2 separate regions of the Gossypium hirsutum genome follow, and region 2 is linked to region 1. A link is a contact called in public Hi-C data. All regions are on one chromosome and are shown on one strand. The core of a region is the stretch at or near the end of the contact, and the rest is flanking DNA. Distances in the headings are between cores, read along the strand shown.

Evidence for each region. Hi-C and Micro-C count contacts between places; a contact is called where the count stands out from the background.
Region 2: a contact with region 1 is called in a Hi-C map of leaf, with 2.0 times the contacts expected there. The contact joins the enhancer-like site here to the promoter of LOC107951699 in region 1. A contact is called at or near these places in 6 of 34 Hi-C or Micro-C datasets (anther, hypocotyl, leaf and 1 more).

The regions. Positions count from the first base shown.
Region 1 is chrA02:98,326,842-98,333,117 of Gossypium_hirsutum_v2.1, reverse strand. It overlaps LOC107951699 (GLABRA2 expression modulator), which reads right to left and starts at 3,461. Exons shown (of 4, transcript XM_016886826.2): 1 at 2,961-3,461; 2 at 2,775-2,876; 3 at 724-995; 4 at 70-528. The coding sequence starts at 3,315. The coding sequence ends at 340.
Region 2 is chrA02:98,451,034-98,457,309 of Gossypium_hirsutum_v2.1, reverse strand. No RefSeq gene overlaps it. Among protein-coding and RNA genes, the nearest start is that of LOC107952321, 23 kb to the right of the region's middle. Within about 2 kb of position 2,714, at least 3 of the 9 cell types and tissues checked have an H3K27ac peak or open chromatin away from gene starts, as enhancers often do. A contact at or near this core is called in hypocotyl and leaf, where this site is marked.

The DNA.
Region 1 (6,276 bases), core at 2,212-4,711:
TACCCAGGCAGGTAATGAAAATGGGGCAACAAAAATCAATGGAGAAGGAGAAGGAAACGCAGCAACTAGTTTCACCGGAAACCTTCGGTATGCTATAAGTTATTGGAAGGATTATAGTAAATTACAATCAGATGAGTTTAAAACAGAACAGATTCATTGTATTCTTTTCTTCTAATTGCCATATAATATCCAGATATCACTCTATGTTTTTACCTATTTTTTCATTGCCACAGAATATTGAAGAGCTTCCGAAGGAGCATTTACCATCAAATGCCTCAAGCAGCAGACCAAATGCTTGCATGACAACATGTTGCAACCGATATACTGGTCAAATCATTATCACACAGATTGTAAGCTATGCTGTTGCAAAGCTTCCTGTAGGCATTGAACTGCACCCTCGTAATTTAAGAAGCCCATGAACCAAAATTCATGACTATCAACAGAGCTAACTTGGATGTACTTTTCAGAAGGATTGACTCTGCTTGTTGAAGGATTAATTGCTTTAAGTTGATGTAATGGGATAACTACCTGTTTAAGCAGACAGAAGAAACGTCAAGAACTGTAAGTCAGTAAGTCCCTATACTGTAAACCTGTACCCAAATGTTTTGATGCAAAAAAGTTACTGATGCAATATGTCTTCAACAGAATAAAGTGGAGGAAATAGGATCTCATTGTGACCAGTCCTTTTAAAATGGAAGCATGTTAAGGCTAATGCAAACAAACCTTGTAGTAGCTCCATTCAGTCTTGCTACCATTTTGATAGGAAAGAGGACTGTCACTGCAATACGCAAGCTTTGCTGTAGATACATATAAAACTCCCATGACAGGACCAGCCGATGTGGACAAGTAACATGCAAAAGAATTTTGAAGTTGCTCTTCAGGTACCGTCTCAAAAGTTTGTCTAAAAATTTTCTCATACCCACCTTCTGCTAAAACCTTTGTTCCCTGAGCAATTCTTCCCATGGCAGCCTCAGCAAAACTAGGACTTGTTTTTACTGATAAAGAAAAGCGAAAAACATATTTTCAGTAATTTTATGTATGTCATACTACTTCATAAGCAAGACAGAAGACAAAGGGTGAGAGCAAAAGGGGAAAAATCAGAAATAGCATATTATTTTAATTTGAAAGTGCCCACAAAATTTTCCATGTTTCTGTCTTTTGTAAAATTGAATCTTTGGCAATGTCCCATGCCCAAATAGAAGCAACAGTATGATTCTAAAAGGTGCCATACAAGACCAGTAGAAAAGAATCCAGGCACGATGAAGGATGCATAAGATCATTACTTTGTGATCATTCTGTGTATGACTAAGTTGAGGTAATGTAATGAATAATGACCAAAAAAGAGGCAATAATGTAGCGAATAAGGAGTTAGAGATGGCCTTAAGTACAAAAGGGATGTGCAATTGTGTTATAGACTGCTCAAGAAACAATGTAAGCATTAAGAAAGTGATGCACAATTTATATGATTGTAGCATGCACTTAAAGAAAGCAATTAGGTGGATGAATAGAGTTCTAATGTTAGAGACAGAAGGTGAGAAGTATAAGGAGAAAAAAAAAAAAAAAGAGACCCCAAAGTTGGACAAAGTTTAGGAGACATTTATAGTGCAAGAGCTGTCATCAACAAATGTCCACGAGACATCTCAACAAAGAAATAGCAAATATGGTTTGGATAATAATAATTCTATCGATTAGAAGAAACAAGAATATAACATCTCAACAAAGAAATAGCAAATATGGTTTGGATAATAATAATTCTATCGATTAGAAGAAACAAGAATATACTTTCAGTTATATTTAATATATGGGTAAGTTTTGAGCATCCCTAAGGATAAATCAGATGATACCCATGACTTAAGAAAACTAAAATGTTTAGACTTTAAATAATTAGCTATATGACTAAATGCAGAATAAAGGAACAACTAGCTTGCTTCTGATCCAAGGTCAACCACAGCAGACTAGAAAGCTCTTACTAACCATTGAGAGATATGGAAGCAATAACCACTAAATCTCTGGAAACTAATGCTACATCATGCCCCCCCCCTCCTCTTTTTTACTGAGCCATTCATAACACTAACTCTATGTTTGGGTAGATGCTTGTACAGAAGGTCCACCAGGTTTTCTCACCCCTGATTACCTCCCTCGGCTAGGGTGTAAATAAGTCACATTTTGCTTTGTCAAATATTTTATCAGCTCAAGTCTTTTGTTTGATTAAATGCAAGTCTATAACTCAAATCTTAAGCCTGCTTTATAAGAAGTGAACATGCCAATTGAGGAAACTGCAGTACGCTGACCTTAAATCTTACATCAAATTCTATTCTTTCCCTAGTAAATATTTAAGACACAAATGCTAACTCCAGCCAACACTTGACAAATCAATACTACATTTCCTAAAAGCATGTTAAAAACAAGAAAAAAGAATGAAGTTTATTACATTCTCTCCCTTTCCTTAATCACAATATCTAAAGTTGTCCAACATTGCCAAAATGATGCTTCCCTAATATCCTATAGTACTCTTAGAACTAGCGTGCTATACAAAACACGAACCCTACCAAATAGTTCACCCAGATATTAAACCCTAATTCAGTATCTGAGATTTCAGCTTTCAGTAATATCAACCAGCCAAAATGACCAAGCGCTCGATATCAATTCTAACCCTAAAAGCCCAATCGCAATAGAATTCATACCAGATACAAATCCAACCAAGAGGGGAAGCACCAAATATTAAAAATAAACTAGAAAGCAATTGAAATTCTAAAAGAAAACAGAAAAAATACAGTGCTGCCACGTGTTCCCGGCCAGATCCTCTGCTTTCCTCGTCGCTTCTGCCACCTTCCTCCCCCATCTCCCTAAGACATCCTTCACTGTGTCCATCTTCTCTGGTTCCAAGTTCAGAAAAGAAATAATTTAATAATTAATTTAAAAAAAAAATCAAAATAGAAATAAAATGTGTAATGGCTTGCCTTTGAAGGAAGCGGAAGAAGATTCCGTAGGCGGAGCATGAGTAACGTAAGGATTGGATCCGTCAGGAGCTGACATGGTGGAACTGTGATCCACAGCACGCGACTCGCTGATCAATTCCGGACTCCAATGAACTGATTTCCTCGATCCAGATGGTGACTGAACCGGTGATTGCTCGCTTTGAATCTGACTCACTTTCGGATTCTGAGTCTCTTTCTCTTCCTTTTCCTGAGGCTCTGATGTTGGAACCACAACAAAGCCCTCCGCATCCATTGCGGGATCCGAGTCTTTCAGGTTCGGTTCTCGGATCGGAGCTGAGCTGGAGTTGGGTTGCGTTTCTGTCTTCGTTTGTTCCATTGCTCTAGAATGTTCGAGGAAAAGCAGGCCGTGCGTAAAGTGGCATGAGGGATCGTTTGCTAGAAGTTTAGCAGGAGAGGAGACTGTTATTGAAAGCTTTAAGTGTTACGGGCTCCACCAACTTTGTCCTAAAATCCAATTAATAGATCTAATTTCATCCAGGAATCTATATTATCTTTCAATTTTGTTCTTAAGTTACATATTTGGTTAAATTTTGATATTAGTTGCTGTACTTTCTGTTTGTTTATAATTTCACCAATTTTTGGTTGCAACTCACAAAAAATAAATTTTAAAATCTAAATTGATTTTTTGAAAGTAAAATATTTTTAAGCAATTATTTTTTGAAAACTATTTTCAATAAAATAAATATTTTAATTCAAATCTAAAATATTTTAAATATATATTTCTTTATTTTTATAGCAAATCTCTAGTTGTCGATTTAAAATTGTTTCTTTTATATGTCAATGAAAGTTGATTTTTAATGAAAGTTGATTTTTAGAGGTGTTGCATCATATATATATATATATAGGAATAACTTACATATTTGTGTATTTTTAATTTATTTTTTGTTTGTTATTTTTATTAGAAGCTTTTAATGTTTATTTGAGGCTCTCAAAGTTTGAAGTTTTATTATGAAGTTATTATTTAATTTTTTTACTGAATTGATGTTAGGAATAAAAAATATATATAGTGAATCCTCTTCAGCTTAAGTCCTCATCTTGACAAGCTTATATGGCATTTTACTGTTGATGGTTAGTATAGTGTTAAGTCAGCCTACATAACAGCGATGAGCATGTACTCAAACGTGAATGAATTGGCTCGGGATGGACCTTGGCAACAAGTTTGGCAAGTGCAAGTTCTCCTCAAGTGAAGGAATTCATATGGCGTTGCCTGCACCATTTTCTTCCTGTTAAAATGCCGCTACTTGAGACGTGTATTGCGGTGTCGGCCGAATGTTACCAGGGCCATGGGGATGAGGATGTTGAACATGTTCTGTTGCATTGTTGTAAAGTGCAGGCAGTTCGATGGCCTGTAAATATCCCTACCGATAATGTTACATAGAATGATTTTTTGTTGGGACGGTTGGCTTTGTTATGTGGCCATGCGCCGAGGGCTTGTGCTTCTGTGGTAAATTTGGTTAGCCCAGAATCTCGTTCAATGGCAACATTGTGAGCTTTCTCCGTCTTGGGTTATCTATAATGCTGACTGTTTAGTGCAAGATTGAATGGTAGCCAACATGGTTTATACTTCTGCCACTGATCCGTCAGCCTCGGGTATGGTGGGTGTGGTTTAGGTCGGTGTGCGGGAGGGAGATGGCTTAGGTGGTGATACTCGTTCCTTGTTCGTATGGGACAATATGTTGGCAGTCACCTCATCATGGTTTTATCAAATTTAACGTTGATGTCCAGGAGTGAAGCTAGGCCGAAATTAAATTGTAACTTTTACTATAGTAATTTTTAAAGGATTAAATCAAAATTTTATCATTTTTAGTGGGGCCAAAGTACAATTCTACCTTTACTAATTTATAATTTTAAAAATTTTAAAAGATCAAAATGAAAAATTGAGTCGGGACCCCTGCCAATCCCCTTAGATTCGCCCCTGTTGATGCCTCAAAATTTGAAGACAAACATGCTATCGAGGTTGGCGGTGGTTATTCGCGACAATCATGGTCACCTAGTAATTATAATTTTAAAAATTTTAAAAGATCAAAATGAAAAATTGAGTCGGGACCCCTGCCAATCTCCTTAGATTCGCCCTTGTTGATGCCTCAAATTTTGAAGACAAACATGCTATCGAGGTTGGCGGTGGTTATTCGCGACAATCATGGTCACCTAGTAAAAGGCCTTACGGGGTTTGAAAGGGCGTCGTTCAGTCTTAGGATAATAGAGGTTTTTGTTGTCAGGGAGGCTTTGTCGTGGCTAAAATTTTGGCATCTTGGCCATGTCATCATCATGTTGGATTGTATGTTAGTTGTGCATGTGTTGACTCGACCCATAGAAGATGATTCTGAATTCGGTTGTTTAATTTCTGATTGCTTGGTGTTATGTTCATTGTTTTAGCATTATCTTTTTGTTGGGTTCATTTGGCTAATAGATAGCTCATTTTCTCTTTCAGATAGCCTTCTTACATGTAAACCACACTGAATGAATTGTTTTACTTGTTTATTTCTTAGAACCTTTGAATGTTAATAATCTGGTGAACTCGTTTGATGGGGATGTAGAATAATAGATTATTGGTGTATGGGGTGAGCCTGCTAACTCGGGTTTAGTGATCCTCCCCGTTAGTCATCCTACAGTTCTTTTATTTTCTTGGATTTTGAATACATATGGTTTTTTCTTAATAAAAATATTTTTAAATTAAAAAAAATTTATATATATTTTTATTAAGAATCAAAAGTTATATTATTTCAATCAACAAATTTAATGAAACCAACTTAGTTTAAAGATTGTGAAAATTGAACATCGATAATGACAATGAATCGCAAAGAAAGAGAGAAAAATAGAACACATAGAATTTTAGGTGAAAACACTTTCGAGGAAAAAATCATGGGGAGAGGAAAAGAAAAATTTACTATATCGAATTCGAATAATACAAGAGGAGTATAAACTATGTCTATTTATAAACTTGTAAAAACATATTCTAATCAAAGTCTAATAGAAATAATGCGGTAAATTAAAACACTTATTCTAATCAAATATCAAACATGTTTCTCGTATTTATTGCAGAAATAGTTTTATACATCATCTCCACCCTAATATTGTATAACAAAAACACTACTTGCATTTATTATTTTTCCACATAGCCTTTAACTTAAACATATATATATATCATAATTTATAAAATTATCTAATAAAATTTTTAATTTCAAATTTTATCATTATTATTAATTTTTGGATATGTTAATTTTATAAATTAAGTTAATAGATAATTTTATAAAAATTTTATTAGATAATTTATAAT
Region 2 (6,276 bases), core at 1,465-3,964, 120 kb before region 1:
CAATTAATTCATTGGATTAGTTACCACTAGAGGTGTTAATGGGCCGGGTTACCTGGCCCGGCCCAAAGGTCCGCCCGAAATGTGAGAGGGTTTGGGCAAAAATATAAACCTAAAAAATGAGCTTGGACAAAAAAAAAAAAGGTCTGTTAAAAAATGGGCTTGACCTCGGTAAGGTATTTTTAGCCCGGGTCCAGCCCGACCCGGCCCGAATTCACTAAATGACAAAATTTTTTTGCATTTTTTTAATTTATTTTTGAATATTATTTTCTTATTGTTTTCTCACTATTTTGCTACTATTTTACTATTATGTTACTACTATTTTGTTGTTATTGTTTGAATATTGTGTAAAACTTATTTTATTGTTAATTAAGTTACTACTATTTATTGTTATTATTTTAGAGGCATTTGCTTATTAAGTTGCATCTATCTTAGTGTTATTTAAGTCTACATATTTTTTAAAATTTATTTTCAATTTGTTGGAAAATATTTATTTTGATATTTTTAGTATTTTTGATGTATTATATATATTTAAAAATAATATAAAAACTTAATACGGGCAGGCCAGGTCGGGCCCGAGTTTTAGTATTTTTATTTGGGTTGGGCTTGGGTAAAATTTTAGGCCTTTTTTGGGCCCAGACCCAATAAATTGGCATGATTTTTTAGTTGAGCCCGACCCGAACTCGGCCCGACCCATGAACACCTCTAGTTACCACATTATCATTTCCATATCAAACACAAGATTAACCCTATATCATCATTTTCTACATCAACTACCACGTCATCACTTAATGGCTCTTCGAAGGTTTTAATAGAAGACTATATTTTAAAGGTTTAATTGAGTACAATTGACAATTTAAAAGGTTTAATTGAATGATAAGCCTTTTCATAGTACTTCCATAACAACATAATAACTCATCCTAATCTCAAAGTACATATGAACTATACAAGTTGATGAAACAATGTAATGTGATATGTTAATCTTGTGAGATTACATTTTATTATAGGTTTTGATTATATCTAATACTAGAACTATTCATAGCTTCTCTCCAACCTATAAATAGGAGGATAATGCGTTTTAATGCACTTGAACTCACATTTTCCTATATTAGCAATAATATGTATACCAATTGAGTTAAGACTCGATGATACCCAACAAGTCTTAATGCTTTTATTAAATGATATTAGGATATGGTAGTTACAAGGTATAACTCTGATGAAATATGTGAAAGGAAAATTGGTTGAACTTAGGAATCAAACTCCAACCGACACTGCATCTAAAATAAAACAAGTAATTAATTCATCCAACAACCTTCACTTTCATTGTATGCTACTAAAGGTGTCCAATGGAAAGGAGCATTTATGCTTCAATGCCCAAGATTAGACTACGAAGTCAAAGGACAGAAGACCACCAGACTTTGCCATCTTTTTCAACTTGGATTTGGTCCATTAATTAGCCCAACACAATCAATTATCAGGGGTAGCACGTGTTGCCATTTATTCCCATGTATTTATAACCCTCACCTCTTTTTACCAACCGATTAAACTAAAATTTGAGATTAAGATATAACTTTCTTAAGTTATAATGACTGAATTGATAATTAATTTGAATAATTAATTAAGGAGAATTCACATATTTTATATAAAGTAAGATTCCAACAACAAGTTTTGCAAGCTAAATCACATATATATTACCAATGGCTATTTCACTTAGAAGAAGCCAAAATTTTGTGTTAGGAAAATCAAAATAAAATTAAAAAGTTTTGAAGGATCAATAGCATAAATTTTGCATCAAAAGACTTAAATTATACATTTTATTTAAATATCAAAAATCAATTTAATCTTTTCAACCAAGAGGGACAAAGGCTTCTATCACTTGGGGTCAAATCTAACTTAATCCAAATCAATTTAAGCCCAATTTAAGAAAGAGTAATTCAATCATACTCTTCGTTTCTTTTTTAATTTTTTGAGTAAATTACATCCAAAGTCGTTAATTTATTAATAAGTTTATGTTTTGATAACTAAACTTTAAAAAATTACAAAATGGTTAATGTTCTATTCGTAAGTTTTTATTTAAATCATTAAATCATTAAATCATTCAAAAAAATTTTATTTAAATCATTAGATTGTTGAGTATTTTTTTAAAAGTCCAACTAGTGAGCTCTAATTGACAATTTGACAATCAATACGGTGATTTAGTACCCATTGACAAGTAGAAGAACATATCTTAGATCCAAGTTGATCTAACGGTCAGTGTCAGAGATTGGAGAAGAAAGTTGTTTGGTTTGGTTCATAGATTCGTGATGTCCAATATTGGAGAAAGTAATGAGAGCTTTCGACTAGTATAAGCGGTAAAAACAAAATAGGTCATGCAATAATGATTTTAATAACTTATTGACTTAAATAAAAACTTTCGAATAGTTTAGTGACCATTTTACAATTTTTTAAGATTAACTGACTAAAACGTAAACTTACTAATAATTTAATGATCTTTACTGTAATTTTTTTTTCAACATCATGAATCTTTTGGACTCCAACACACCTTTCGATTGCTTATTCCCATTTTATATGTCCAACGGACATCTTGAAAAGCCTTTCTTCAATCCAATCCATTGGACCAAAAATTCCCTCGATTTGACCATATTAATGACCACTTGGTGTCCAAACAGAGAGCATGTGGCATCCCACACATTATGAGTTGCAAAAATTGGAAGGGTGTGAGTATTGGATTGGAGGAGAGAGATGGGTTTTTAATGGTAATGAAGTGTCATAGTCGTTTCAACTATAAATTGAAAGGCTCAAAAAGAAAAAGGGTATCAATCTACCTCCGACCATGTAAGGTGCAAAAGCCAAAACTTCTTTCTTTAACTTTTTTCAGATTCCTCATTTCAATTTTCATTGCTTTCCAAAAGGTAACATAAACAATCCAAACGAATCTTAATAGGACCCTCTCCTCTCTCCCTCCTTTTCTTTATACCTTTGCCTTCCCTTGTTCTGTCTCATATGCATATCTAGGGGCCCAATCTCTGTCACATCTTTCACCCACTTCTTACATTTCTTTTTACACATCATATATTAGAAGCGTTGATGAGTCGAATTGTCATCATACATATATAATTGTTTAATTTTAATTTAATTTAAAATATAATACTAAATGAAATCTATTCATATTTACAAAATTAAACAAAATTATAAATTTTAAAATTCAAATGTAAGACGAATTCTTAAAAATTGTCTTGCTTTGAATTCATTCTTTTACTCTTTTTAAAGGGTTATTACAACAAATATTTTGATTTTGTTTCATCAATGCATAACAACATGTATTCATAAGATTAATTTATTTATCTATACTAATTATATTAAGTGAGTTGATATTGTGAGTTGATCGGATATCAATTCAATTTAAAAATTATTACAATATTTTTACTTTTATAAAATAACAAATAAATATGAAGATATTTTTATCTTTTCATATTTTTAATAAAATAATAATATAATATAATTCAAACTTGGGAAAATGAACCAAACCATTTCAACTAAACTTTTTTTGGTTTTAGTATACAGTTTTTATAAATATATTTTTACATGGTTTTTTTTCTTACCCTGATTGTACCATAAAACTAGTTATCATATTAAGACTATTTTTTTAAAAGCATACTACAATCAAAATACAAATACATGTCTGATTTAGGGTGTAGAATCAAATTACTACATTGCAAACGGATTCAGGACTAGAATAAAAAAGTCAAACTATTATAGCTTAAACCAATTATGAGCTGAAACAATCCGGACTACAAATTGACTAGTTAGACTAAATCTCACACATCACAACAACTCATGATGAGACTAAGAGACCTATATATTTAATTGTCCATGGTGGATCTTGAATATGAATATTTAGGACTCAAGGTCTTTGACTTTGACAATTGTACCAAGTACTCATTAGCATTAAGAATATAGTTAAGTATGTTTTTATTTTTAAAGTATACTTAATTATGTGTTGAATTGAAAGCTTTCGTGTATGCATATTTTATTAATAAAATATGGAGGGTGAGGTGAATGGCATGTTTTGATACTTTGAGTTATATCATTTAAATGCTTAAAGAGAGTTTAAACTACTATTCCATACTAAAGTCAGATAAATAAAATTGTTAAATTTTAAAAAAAATTAACATAAGACATATAAAAAAATATTTGATACTGATATTACACTTCACACTTCAAAAGTGAGATTCTAAAGATAATATATGTCCATTTTGGGTATACAAAATAAAAATTCAATAATTAAAAAGAAGGGATGTGACAATATTTAAAAATTGTTTATGGAATTAAAATATTTCGTTTAAATTATACTAAATACTAATCTAATGTAATAAAGTTCATGTTTTTGAAGTTCTAATAATGGCAGCTCTTAAAAGATCAATCTTCCTTTTATAAACCCTAACGAAAATTGATGTTGGCGTTAATGACGAGTGTTATGCTTCTTACGATGGAACTCACGACGGGTGCTAATAGTTCGAGATCTAATAGTGGTGTTGGCAGGGCTACGAAAAAAGTACACACTACGTCAGAGCTACATTTAGACAAAGATGACCGGAATGTGGGTAGAAATGAGCAAATAGTTCAAGGTCCGGTGTGTTTCCAAAGCATCGTACAAGTCAACCCTATTAGGGGCGTCATTGGAGAAGGAACATAATGTATTCATGGAGGAAGATTTGCCCTAACTGAAGAGGATGTGTTAACTGAAATGGTTGAAGGTGTCCCGTCGATTACGTTTTCGGATAGGGTGCAATAGTATATTGAGCGTCGAATGGCTAGAACTATTATTGTTAAATTTTTTGGGGGGAAAGATATGATTTAATGTCCTTTTGAACAAGATTACCTTATTATGGAATCCAAAATGCCCAATTCAACTAATAGATCTTGAAAACGACTTCTTCCTAGTTAGATTTCAGGACGAGAATGACTACAACAAGGCCTTAATTAGGGGGCCATGGGTAATTTTTAGAAGATATTTGATTGTTTGGCCTTGGTCACCAAATTTCTCAACATCGCAGAGTGGGATTGAATCACAAGTTGTTTGGATACGGCTTCTGAGATTACTTGAGGGGTATTTTCGGATTGTCTTCTCAGGACGATCGGTCAAACAGTTGGATTGGTGGTTAAGTTGGATATGCATATGGATTATGCTTGCAGGGGAAGGTTTGTGCGACTGGCGGTCTGTGTTGATTTGAGGAAGCCACTAGTGTCCAAGGTTAGAATCAATAGCCGCCTTCAACGAGTCAAATATGTTACTTTGCCTAACATTTGTTTCAAATGTAAACTTTATGGGCATGGAGCAAACTTATGCTCGGGAGTTAAAATGACATCACCGGTGGCTGATTCTGATTGTGCTAGTCCAGTGATGAAAAAGTTGAGGCTTGAACGGAGGGTGGAGGAGGAGCTCTTTGACCCTTGTATAGTGGTGGGACGATGGAAAGAGAGAAGTCGAGTCACAGGGGAGAAGAGGAACAATGATTCCGGTAGTGCTTTTTAGAGATATTAGGGGAGAAAATCTCGGTGATGTTGACGGGAAAGTTGACGAATAAATAGAGGATAGAAATCGGGGACAAATTAAGGGTGTAGGTGACAATGGGGTTTTAGGGCTCCAAGTGACTAAGAGCAGATCTATGGATACCAAGGCTAAAAAGTAGGCTAAAGGAAAAAGGGTAATGATAGGTGTTGGGCCAAAATTTGGTCTGTCAGCACTAAGGCCCAATAATGGCAGATTTGGAGTGAAGGCTATTGTTGGGCATGGGGTGTTTGATGATGGATCAAAACTGGGACTTATAGGTGCTGCTGATCTGGGAAAAAACATAGCCATACAACCAGTAGATGTGTCGTTGAATTTGAATAGAGAGAAGCACACTACAGTGTGCATAATGGAAAGGAAAAATATGGCTTTGTTTAACGATAAAGAAAATGAGATGTCTAGATTCAGTGAAAAAAGTGGCGCCTCTCAAGAGTTGCAGTCAAGAGTTCATAATATAATTTTCAGGCAGCAAGGGAGACCATCGGATGAGATGATAGGGATTCATTTGTATGAGTCGGTTGAGTTGAAGTCAACAATGGAAGGGTTGGTTTGTGACCTTGAAAGGACCGTAAAGGAAACTCTTATGAAGGTTGATTCTCAAATTTTTGAGGAGCATATGGTTGTTGAGGATGCTTGGCATGATGAGTAGCTTAGTGGAATTAATGTTATTACATCTACGGTGAAGATGGAAGGTTCGTGTTCGACAT